Regions from separate parts of the Mus musculus genome. Here regions 1 and 3 are each linked to region 2. The links are chromatin contacts, called in public HiChIP or PLAC-seq maps. All regions are on one chromosome and are shown on one strand. Each heading gives the region's core, a stretch centred on a gene start, on an enhancer-like site or on the middle of the called end of the contact. The rest is flanking DNA. Distances are from core to core; before and after follow the strand shown. Region 1 overlaps Pepd (peptidase D). Region 2 holds the start of Chst8 (carbohydrate sulfotransferase 8). Region 3 overlaps Pepd (peptidase D).

Region 1 (3,529 bases), core at 485-2,984, 160 kb before region 2:
GTTCCTCATGTTGTGGTTATAAAACTATTCCACTGCCACTTCATAACTAACTGTGCTGCTGTTATGAACTGTAATGTAAATATATGATATGCAGGATATCTGATATGCAACCGCAAAGGGATTGAGATCCACAGGCTGAGAATCACTGCTCTAGAATCTAGCCGTCCACATCTAGCCGTCCACATGGGCCACAGGTGGATGTGGCATGCACGATACACATGAGAAAACCAGCTGGTCTTCATGCCAAATCTTCGCACTTGACACCCTCTGTATACCTATACCTGTCCACCTGGCAGCGTGCTGGCAAAGCTTCAGACTGCTCTGTCCGTAACTCAGAGATCCAGGCACCAAGCTCCCCCCAGGATACCTAGCAGCCCAGTGTAATGCACAGCCAAGGAATCCAAAAAGAAAAGAGAGTTTTACATCAGTGTAGACCAAAGCAAAGGATAATACTAAGAAATTATAGTCAGGGTACTGGAGGGAGGGCTCAGGGGTCAAAAGCACTTAGTGATCTTTCAGATTTGGTTCCAGGGCCACATCATGTAGAGTTACTACTTGTAACTCCTGTTCCAGGGATCCACTGTCCTCCTCAGGCACCTGTATGCACATGGTACACATAAACTAACACACACACACACACACACACACACACACACACACACACATACACACACGCACACATGCATAAGAGAGGAATGACAAGATGGCTCAGCAGGGAAAAGCACTTGTCTCCAAGCCTGACAACCTGAGTTTTGATCCTTGGGGACTCAAGAGTCAGAAGAGATAATCTTCTGACCTCCACAGGCATGCTCAGGCATGCTCAGGCATGCGTGCTCCCCCCCCCCCCCCCACACACACACACACTAAACCAACTGACTAAATATGAGAGGTCAGTCAGTCTTTGGCAGAAGAAGGGGACTGACTCTAAGGATCCTGTGGACACCAAGCAGCATCCCCAGACACCCCAGCCGCTTGCACCCACACCTCCTCCCCTAACATTTCAAACCAACTGGAGGTTACCTATAAGACCCAAACAATGTCCACAGTGATTACATTGTGTAGCCTGCAGGAAGACAAAGAAAGGCCTGTGCATGTTCGGTTACTGACTCAAATTAAGTAAAAGTTTGTGCCACAGTTGGCAGGTGGCTGAATCTGTGATGCAGGATGCTCAGGTACAGAAAGCTGCTTGTATTATTTATTTGTATGGTTAGACGGGATAATGGCAGGGTAGTTATAGAAAGGGAAACATCTCACTGACTGAGAGACGTCTCCTGAAATATTTACATGGGGAATGACATGATGTCTGGGCTGTTCATATACGCCAGCAAACCAAAACATAAACACAGAACTAAACAACAGTGGATGAGCACCCCGGGGTTCATTACGCCATAGGACTCCCTTACATTTCTGAGAAATGAAACCCCTCCATTACACTCAGGCACTCCTTGCTACAGACCCAAAGCCCATGTAGCCCTGCCTAGGGGCGGCAGCAGGGTCAGGGACAAGGTCAGGGCTGAGGAAAGAGTGTCTCAGGGTCACTTCCAGAGCCAACCCCCTACAGCACAGGGTACAGCTGACTGACAGGCAGAGGTGGTGGGGGCCCCATGCTGAGATATGCTATTCCTGCTCTGATTTCTTGGTTATTTTTATTTGAGGCATCTGTTATGGGTCACTATGAGTCAACTCAATTGGGAACAGGTTTCTGGGCCAGTGCCAGTCTGAGGGGCTCATAGTTCCGCCTTCCACCCTGGGCTAGCCGATGCTTCTCATCTCAGATCCTTGAGTGGGAGGGGGAATGCTGTGCAAACTGCAATCAAAGAGGCTGTGCACGCCCTTCCCCAGTGTCCTTGGCAAGACAGAGGCTCCCTCAGCTTTGATAGACAGTTGTTACATGCCCCCTCCTGGGACACCATAGCAGCTGAGGAAAGCCATCTTAACAATTCCGTGTCCTTCAGGGTAAGAAGAGGACTCCAGGCACTCAGCTCACCTTTCAGGGTTAAACTCTGAAAAAAGGCCTCCATTTCCAAGTCCACAGTAAACACTAGTGTCCCACTGGCCACTGCTGACCCCACCTGTGTGCTCTTCACACTGATGTGGCAGGCAAGGCCATGAGGGTTGGGACAGCATAATAGTCCTTTCTCTGCTGCTATAATAAAATACCCAAGGTTGGCTATTTTATAAAAGAAAAGAGGTTTGCATAGTTTATAATTTTGGAAGCTAAAAGTTCAAGATGAGGCTCACTGGTTTGGTCACTTAAGAAGCTAGTGATCCAGGTGTGGCCAGGTTGGCTCTTTTTACAATCCTTTCTTAAGAACTACCTTTGAGTACAGGACTCCCAGTGACACAGGGGCCTCTCAATAGGCCCCACCTCAAAGGTCCAACTCTGGTCACATCACCACACTGTAGTCCCAGCTTCCCTGGGTCCTTCCAAGGACAGGAGCCCTTGGAAGACACAGCAGAAAAGAATCAGTTTTCCCTCACACAGGGCAGGCCTGATGGCCACCAGAGGGGTCTGGGGCTGTCAGCATGGGAAAGGGGATAACAGTTGTCAAGCACATACAAACCCAGGTAGGAGAGGGAACCTGGGATGGGAAAGGTGACAAGTCCATCTCGGGGCCACGGGGTAGTCACCGATGGGAGACCCAGGACAGGGTGAGGGATCTGATCTGGGTCATAGAGCAGAGCAGGGCTTCCCCAGGCAGCGCCCAGGCATGCCGACCAGCGAGTGGCAAGCCTAATTGGAGCTGGAGTCAGACGGGGCTCTCCAGGGAGCTTTATGAGCCACTTAACCATCTCTCGACCCAGTCGCCCGAGCACAGCAGCCATAATGGTGCTGTTTACACATAAAAATGGCAAGCTGTTTTACTAGTGGCTTTTGGAGGTACGATAGCGGCTATTGGGTAAAGTTCCCCCCACAAATTGCAGAAACAAAGTCCAGGAGTGGAATGATGGGACACTAAACCAGCCTGGAAAGTGATCAAGGCCCATTACCATCAAACACTGCCAGGAGCCAGGGAGGTGGCCGCCACCAGAGGGACCATAATCTCTGCCTAGGATCCCAAGGCTGCATATAGTCCCCACTTGATCGCGTGTGCTCTGCTCCAGCCCCTCATCTGTTACTTGCTTGGGGAACATAAATTGCTGGTTTTTTACATTTTAATCTTTACTCGGAGACACACAGCTTACCTTTCCATCTCGTATTCCTTCATCCCCACTTTTACAGCCTTCATTACCTAGAGGACGGGCATTAAGCAAAGACATTTGTATTAAGCAGATAAGTAACACGGCTTTATAAATAATGTATAACACTTTTTCAAAAGCTCCTCTTTAAAGGAAAAAGGAGGGGTGATCTGTGCACAGTGGTGCAGAAAAGTGACAAATTGGACCTTTGCAATGGCTCCAAGACCCACAGAGTTTACGTGGACCACTGTGGAGCACCTTGGTTTGGAAGCCGATAAACACCATGCTATAGCTTGCAGGTGGCCAGAAACCTAAAGACGGAAGATTTGATCAAGATGTTTGGCGAATC
Region 2 (3,525 bases), core at 838-3,337:
GACATGAATAGGTGTGTGTGTGTGTGTGTGTGTGTGTGTGTGTGTGTGTGTGTGTGTGTGTGTACTTACCCTCCAAAGGGTGCACACCGCTCAAGAGGTTCTCTTGACCATCAGGCTCCTGAGACCAAATCCCTGTGATAGCTCAGGCCTAGCTGCAGATGTGAACCACACTGGTAACTGCTCAGTGGAGCTGCGGCCAGGACTCTGGGTGGTGTGGCCCTTTGGAGGTGGAGGAGCCACAAAGGCACGGGGACCAGCTGGCTGGAAGGCAGGTAACTTTTTACCCATCCCCTTCTTTGTTTCTATCTTTTCTACTCTGCTCTGACAGTGTTTGGCTATAGCTTGGGGTTTTTACTGCCCCAATCCTCCCGACTCTCCACTCCTGTCCCTCAAATCCATTATGTTCAACTGAACTTGACTAAGGGGACATATACTTGCACCTTCCTTCCCACGAGTAGCTTGTACAGCCAGAGGAGCTGTAGAGGTCACAGCACAGCCGGAGCCTCAGACCATCTTGAGCTCTCTGGCATTCCACTTTGAAACCGGGATACCTGGGCCAACCCCAGCTCCACCAACCCCACCCCCACCCCCACCCAGAATTGTTGACAGTAGCACCTTAGTGGCATCTTGTAGCACATACTTCATTGTTGCAAAACTAAAAAGGGATAAAAGGTAGCTGGGTGTTGTGTTACATGCCTGTAACCCAAGCACTTGGAGGCTGAGAAAGGAAGATCATGTGTTCATGGTTAGCCTGGGCTACACAGAGAGAACCTATCTCAAAAACAGAAACAAAACAAAAACAATGGAAGGGAAGGCTACCATATGCTTGACTGCCAACTCACTTGCCCTGAAGAGGATCCTTGGATACTCTGAGTTCACAGCAGTCATTAAAGAAGCCCAACTACCACTCAGGCCTTTCAAGCTTGCTAGTGTTAGAGGCTCCCTTGCCCTCCACATCTCTAGTGTTAGTATCTCTGCTCCTTATCAGGGCTGCCACACCCTTATCTGGTCACTCAAAGGCCACAGATCCACCTCAGTCTTTAGCTTCATCACCCATCTGGGATGGAGCTGGGTCAACCAACCAACCAATCAACCAACCAACCAGTCCACTCAGGGAGGGGAGAGGCCACAGCCACCGCTCTGTTTTACTGGAAGCTTCTTTTCAGTTTTGTTTTGTTTTGTTTTGTTTAATTTTATTCTGTATGTCCCTTCAAGACCAGGCTTGTTTACTGGTTGGCACCGCTGAGAATGGTTGCTAGATGCGCACCCAGCCTTCCCTTCTAGTGTCTGATTGCCCCCTGCAGGTCGGGGCTTCTCTTCTCTGGAAAAATCAAGATTTGAATCCACAGCCCTGGAACCGAGTCCCGGTTCTACACTTGTACTGTGTGGCTGTGGGTAGGAGGTTTCCCCACTCATTTATTCTGGGTTTGGAGGGAGGGGAGAGGTTGCTTGCTTCAGCCCTCAAGCTGGTGCCAGACCGACGCTTAAGGATGAAGTTCTTAAGTGAGAATCCGGCTCACTGGGCACTTGTGGTTAACTGAGACCCAGAAATTTAGTGGTGAGTGCCAACAAGAGACAGGCCTTGTCCAAATTCCACGCGTACTGTAGTCTGGGAACCTACCTGAATTTTTCTGCGCACCAATTCCTTTGCAAGCCCCGCGGCCGCTCAGCTTTGGGTCCAAGACCCTGCTTGCTAGCGCCTTCTCTTTTTCCCTAGGTCAGCGCAGGGTTACTCAGTGTCGCCACTGGGGCAGTGGCAGCTAAGAAGCTGCGGAGTGGAGTCAAGCGGCAGACCAGAGTCCAGCACTCGGGGATCCCCGAGCTGGGCGCAGCCCGCGCCAATACCGCCCCACCCCCCCGCTGCCTCCCGACCGCGCCCAGCGGCAGCTCCCACAGAGCGCGCGGCCAGTGGGGCTGCTGAAGCCGCAGAGCGCGCGTGGGCGTGGCGCCCGTGAGCTCCCGAGAGGGCTGAGCGATCGGGGAAGAGATTTCCCCCATCTCTGCCCTGCCACCGGGATCGCCTCTTTCCACCGTGGGGCGGGGCCCGGACTGGGGGCGGGGCGCCGGGCGGGCGCGGCGCTATTTCCAGCCTTGCCGGAGGCTTCGCTCGCACTTCGCTGGGAGCCTTCCCGGCGCGTGAGCCGGATCCGGTGGCACCGCGGGGAAGAGACAGGACCGGGCGGTGGCGGCAGAGACAGGGGGACGCACCCGGTGCAGAAGATCCAATAGGAGCACGCCGCCGCAACCTCTCCCGCGCGCTCCGGTCGCCGACTCTACGCCGATCGCCCACTCCCCGCACCTTGGACTACACCGGGAAAAAGACGCAGCCTGGCCCGAACTGGGGCGGAGATCCTTCTTGCTTCCCAAGAGCTCCGGAGGGAAGATTCTCCCGCCGCCGAGAACCCCGCCGGACTGGAGGAACCCGTGGCCTGGAGAGCGCTGGCTGTGCCAGGTAAGTGGCTGCGCCCTGTTCCCTCTCTATGTTGATAGTTCACCCGAAGGGTTGTCCCTGGAAATCCCAGGATGATGCCGGGACTGTTCTGAGCGCAAACCCCGCCACTAGACGTGGTTCAGAGTCCTAAGCTGCAGGTGCTGTTGGGGCATGCGGTGCTTGGGTCTGGCGATACTTTGGGGACCAGCCCCCGTGAGTGGGAACTTTAATTAGACTTTGGATTCTTGGTTTTCTCCGCGCCTGGGAACTGCCTCTCTCTCCTAGGGCTCGCCTCCAGGACCCTTCGCTCCTCTTCTTAACCCTGGATGCTGGGTGCGTGTAAGCTGCTTTGGGCGCTGAGCGACGAGTGCTCGAGGGCCGGGCTGGAGCGTCCAGAGCGCCGAGGCTTTGGTGTGCGCTTGGAACTGGGACTTAGAGGCCAGTTGGGGTGCGTAGGGCGAAAGGGGAAGTTACAAGCGACCTTGGCTCCCTACCAGGAGACGCAAGGTGTCCCCGCGCTCCATCGCGCGCATCTCCACCCCTCAACTCTCTAGGGCCCCGGCCTGTTTTGTGCTCCCGGCGAGTGTGCGTGCGTCAGCGATCGCAAGGAGGTGTGTGTATGCGTGTGTCCCCGAGTGCGGGAGTCGGAGCCTCAGGCGGCTGAGGGTAGGGGATGGTGAAATGATCTGCTTTACAGCGGGACCGAGCTCAGCCCTAGCTAGCGGCTGTTGCAACTTCAGCTGCTGCGTGGGGCTGTTTTGCTCATACTATGGCCTGGCCAGGAGAATGTACGTTCTCTGGTTTGGGCAGGGTCAGAGGTGGCGCTTGGGCATCAAGTGACCTCTCTCTATTTCCCGCGCAGTACTCCAAACCCTAACTTTAGTTGTATATCTTGTCTCTGGGCCCTTCGGCCCTCACCTGGGGTTGTAACAGTCGGGGAACTGTGCCCTGGATTTCGGACATACCGGTTGGATCTTGGAACAGTCTGTCCTGCAGCCATTTCGGCATCACCGGAGATGCATCTCTAAGCCGCCTCCCAGCAGGACCCTAAGCGTGATTGGTTCTAAGGGGAACAGGCTTCTGGGCTCTCTGTA
Region 3 (3,802 bases), core at 367-2,866, 220 kb before region 2:
AGTATGAAGAGTAAGCAAAGCACTAGCCTTCCCCATGGCTTGTCATCAACTGGAAATACATACTCCTGGATTTATAAGTAACCTGCATCCCACTCTTAAGATCAGAGTATCAGGATGGGAAGAGTATCCTAGTGGTTAGCACCACACCACCTAATAATGACGAGAGCCCAGAGAAGTGATGGTTTCTGTGCCCAGGCTCCAGGATGGGTTTCTGCTGGCCCCCTGCTCCACCTGGCTTCCCTTACTAGCACTCCAATGGGCCTGGAGCCTGCTGCTGGAGCCAGGGAAGCCTCTAAGAGTTTCAGCAGCATCCATCAAAGCCCCAGGCTTCCTGCCCAGAGTGTGACAGCCCTGGGGGGGATCCTAAGCCAAGCCAGGAAGGCAGCAGATCCCCTTCGCCTGCCCCCAGGCTACTTGGTCAGACAAAGAGCTCACTTCATATGTGGACAATGGCCCTCACGGGATAGTTGATGTGGGAGCCAGGCCTGTGGGGTGTGGGAGCAAAGGCATAAAGCCCAGGTCTCAGGGCAGGCCTTGGGAGCTACAGTGAGCTAGCCGCATGGCAGGCCAAGCTGGCATCAGGCCCAGGGCCTCTAGCCCAGCCCACCCTGCAGTGTCTACTTCAGGACCTTGGGGACTCATTCACCCTTTAGAGGGGCAGGAAGCAGCATGTGTCCAGGCTGCAGGCGCCTTGATGCTGCTGATGAAGCAGAGGCGGGGCTGGGAGCTGTTGTATGCATACTTCCTGAAGCTCTTGCCTCTACAGTCTGAGAGCACACATGCAAGTATTTGGAGCTAGGCAAAGAGAGCAGGGAGCAGGCCTTCCATCCTGTAACCAGTATGAGTGGTGGACAGTGGACCTCAGGTGGCCCTTCTGGGTCTGGCTCCTGCAAAGGGCACCATAGAGTAACATGAGGTCTCTGTACCACTAATGACACAACCTCCATATTCTTCATCATCTCTAAGGACAAGGGACAACAGGAGATGTAACCACTTGCCCTACTTGCCTGTCCAGGTAGGAGGGAGCCAGCCCCTCTCTCCATACACTGGTCAACAGAAGACATGGAGTCAGCTGTTGTGGACACTACCCTGTGTCTCTCTCTACTTCACCTGCATATCACCTACATTCCTCTCAGCCTCATGCTATCCTACACACACACACACACACACACACACACACACACACACACACACGACCACAGCAGCTTTCAGCAACAGCAGCTCAATCGGGGTGTTGTGTGGGGCAGATTGTGGCTACACAAGATAAGGAGAAACGGTGGATCCTGGGACGTGCCTGCCCCAATGCTTGATAGAAGGACTGAAACTTCAAGACCTAGCTGGGTATAGTGGCTCATGCCAGTCTGCACTGCAGCAGCATGGGCTGCTGGCCCTGAAGACACCAGAATCACTTAGAACTTGGACTCTACCCAGCCAGGATGAATAGTGTTCTCCCAGGTGCTGGAGTGGCCTGCCCACCCTGCCAACACTCCTGCAGACTCTCCAGTGACATCCTGGTGAAGCTCACCCCACCCTTACTCTCTAAGTGACAGAGCCTGCTCCTCCTCCTGGCTCAGGACAAGGAGCCAAGGCCTGCATTCTTCAACCCCCAGGGGCTGCAGCTGCTGGCCCATGTGTGATCTGATCATTCTCGTTCCTGCCTTTCCCCTGGGCGTCGTTGTGTGATTTCCTGCCTGTCTTTATTTATTCATCCTTGGAAGGTCTCAGGAAGCAGCCGGGCAGTCTCAGCAGGGCGTTTGTCTTGGCTCAGGAGCTGAACCCACAAACCAGGGGCAATTCCACTGAGATGGGCAGGGGGCTGACTTAGCCACTGCCAATTCATCACTATGGTGAGGCGATCTGTCCCCATCTGCTGAGCAGCTTTCTGTGAACACAGGACATTGAGCCCTGCAGGCCAGGCCTATACTGTGTGTCCAGACAAAAGTCTAGCTTAGCCCTTGTAGACCCTCAGTGTGTCATAATCTGTGGGAACAGCTGGGGACTCTGTTCTACCTTCCCACAAGGAATCTTCAGGCCACCAGCATGAACTCCCCTAGGCCAGGTCTGTGTCTACAATAGCCCAGCATTGACAAGAGTGGGTCTTTAGGGTGGCTCTGCCTCATGTGGTCCATAGGAGCTGAGTCTGGATGATGTAGACTAGTGACTGCCCCAAGTAGTCTGCATAGCGAGAAAATGTGACCAAGTGGGTGTAGGTATCCAGCCAAAGGCTTCTCTGAGTGCAAGTGGGGCCTGTCTTTGTGAGCCAGGCCACTTTCTGTACAACTGGAGTAGGTTGAGCTGGCCAAGCTACTAACTGGTGGTGATGGCCAGTGCTAGTAGGCTTTGCAGTAACCAAGACTCAGTAGCTTAGAGGGATGGAAGCATGGTGTTCCTGGATTAACAGATGGAGACACATTGCTGAGTGGACAAGCAGGATTCCTCTCTCCAATTTGCCCCCCTTGTGTCCATACTCCGGAGGCCTAGCTCCTCCTCCAGCCTCCACTGTGGCACATGGCAGACAATTCTGTGCCTTTCCTTCCTGTGTGGAGGTGGGGTCTGAAGCTCCATGCTCCCATGGTGACCACTGCTTTATCACCATGACATGAGGGTGGCTGGGCTCAGGTTTGCCTTGGGACTGTTCAACAGCAGGCTCTGCTCTGACTAGTGGGAACAGCCTTTTCTGGCCCAACTCTGGCATTTCCCTGCTGCCTGCAGGGGTTTGAAGATAGTACCTGATGTGACAGAGCAACTGCCAGCTCAACCCATGTAATGACATAGTCATCTGCAGAGAGTAGCTTGAGGTTGGTCTCACAGACACTGGATGGCAGAGACCGCAGCACTCACTCCAGGGACTGTGGCCAGTGAGGATCCTCAGTGGGGAGATGGCCCAGCCCGTGGTGGAGTGTCAAGTTCCACATCATGGAAGATAACATTCCACCCCACCTTCCCAGCCCAAACTATACCTCTGAAATACTGATCACTTAAACAGTGAACAAAACGAGCAAAAATGCTTACCTGTGATATAAAGATAGGAGGCTCTGGGCCCCTTAGGTAGCTGTCACTTGACTTCAGTTTTAAAAGGGACATAGTTTGAAAAAGCCTCTCCAGCTCCCAGTTCCTCCAGGGCTCGCTCATAGGTCTTACTACAAATGAGAACCCAGGTTCTTGGACTGTTCTGAGTCAAGGGGCTGTGAGGGCCACAGCATTGCCCTATCTGATTTGCAGAGACAAGGTTGCTTTTTGAGTTGCCGTGTCCTGCAGCACCCCAGGTGAGCCAGGCAATGCTGCTGCCCCTCGCAAGGCTCTGCTTCCAGATTTTCCTTGCCTTCCTTTTAGGGCGTACTGACTTTTTGTCCTGGACTCATCCATCTGTCAGGCTCTGGTTCTGCATGCTGAGTGAGGGTGCATAGCTGTAGGGTTGGCTCCTGGCTCCAGTGTTGTCCTGCCACCACAAATCCCTGCAGTTCCTAGCCTCTGATGGGAGCTCTGAAGACTAGTCCACACTGAAGGGCTGTTCTCAACATGGCTCCTCTGAAAATGACTGCTATTGAGGTCCCTCCACTGCTGAACAGGGCTCTGAGATCACAATATAAATCATTCCAACAATGGGAAATGGGGTCACAGGGGACTATTTAGCCAAATGCTGAACCACCAAGTTCTGGGCTACAACATGCCACATCCTGGGGCTTTTACAGTCCTGGGGAGCAAGATCATCTTCTTTGCTTTCCTTTCTTTTTTAAAATCAGGGCACCACAGGATATGCAGGTCTGGCCACCAGAGTCTTTAGAGATACTATGAAAGTCCA

What was found. HiChIP or PLAC-seq counts read pairs in DNA pulled down with a chosen protein or histone mark.
Region 1: an H3K4me3 HiChIP or PLAC-seq map of embryonic stem cells shows a contact between it and region 2, with 3 times the contacts expected there. The contact joins the enhancer-like site here to the promoter of Chst8 in region 2. A contact is called at or near these places in 8 of 39 promoter capture datasets (the 3T3-L1 cell line, cranial neural crest, embryonic stem cells and 4 more), 3 of 484 Hi-C or Micro-C datasets (cerebral cortex, myocytes and nephron progenitors) and 17 of 115 datasets of contacts at active chromatin or transcription factors (bone marrow-derived dendritic cells, craniofacial prominence, embryonic forebrain and 7 more).
Region 3: an H3K4me3 HiChIP or PLAC-seq map of stem cell-derived neural progenitor cells shows a contact between it and region 2, with 30 read pairs. The contact joins the enhancer-like site here to the promoter of Chst8 in region 2. A contact is called at or near these places in 11 of 39 promoter capture datasets (the 3T3-L1 cell line, the C10 cell line, cranial neural crest and 5 more), 3 of 15 datasets of contacts at CTCF or cohesin (embryonic stem cells, pro-B cells and stem cell-derived epiblast-like cells), 10 of 484 Hi-C or Micro-C datasets (the G1E-ER4 cell line, the HPC-7 cell line, brown adipocytes and 3 more), 10 of 115 datasets of contacts at active chromatin or transcription factors (embryonic forebrain, embryonic hindbrain, embryonic midbrain and 5 more) and 2 of 9 other capture datasets (embryonic stem cells and pancreatic islet).

What each region holds. Positions count from the first base shown.
Region 1 is chr7:34,971,361-34,974,889 of GRCm38.p6, reverse strand. Pepd (peptidase D) reads right to left here. Exons shown (of 15, transcript NM_008820.2): 9 at 3,187-3,233. Among named protein-coding and RNA genes, the nearest start is that of Gm35534, 17 kb to the left of the region's middle. Within about 2 kb of position 1,734, at least 39 of the 459 cell types and tissues checked have an H3K27ac peak or open chromatin away from gene starts, as enhancers often do. A contact at or near this core is called in embryonic limb bud, embryonic stem cells and pancreatic cancer cells, where this site is marked.
Region 2 is chr7:34,811,273-34,814,797 of GRCm38.p6, reverse strand. It overlaps Chst8 (carbohydrate sulfotransferase 8), which reads left to right and starts at 2,087. Exons shown (of 4, transcript NM_175140.4): 1 at 2,087-2,452. Gm38987 (a long non-coding RNA gene) reads right to left here and starts at 2,090. Exons shown (of 3, transcript XR_881950.3): 1 at 1,622-2,090.
Region 3 is chr7:35,033,220-35,037,021 of GRCm38.p6, reverse strand. The region is part of intron 12 of Pepd (peptidase D); the gene reads right to left. Among named protein-coding and RNA genes, the nearest start is that of Gm35484, 5.9 kb to the right of the region's middle. Within about 2 kb of position 1,616, at least 92 of the 459 cell types and tissues checked have an H3K27ac peak or open chromatin away from gene starts, as enhancers often do. A contact at or near this core is called in brown adipocytes, cerebral cortex, neural progenitor cells and 1 more, where this site is marked.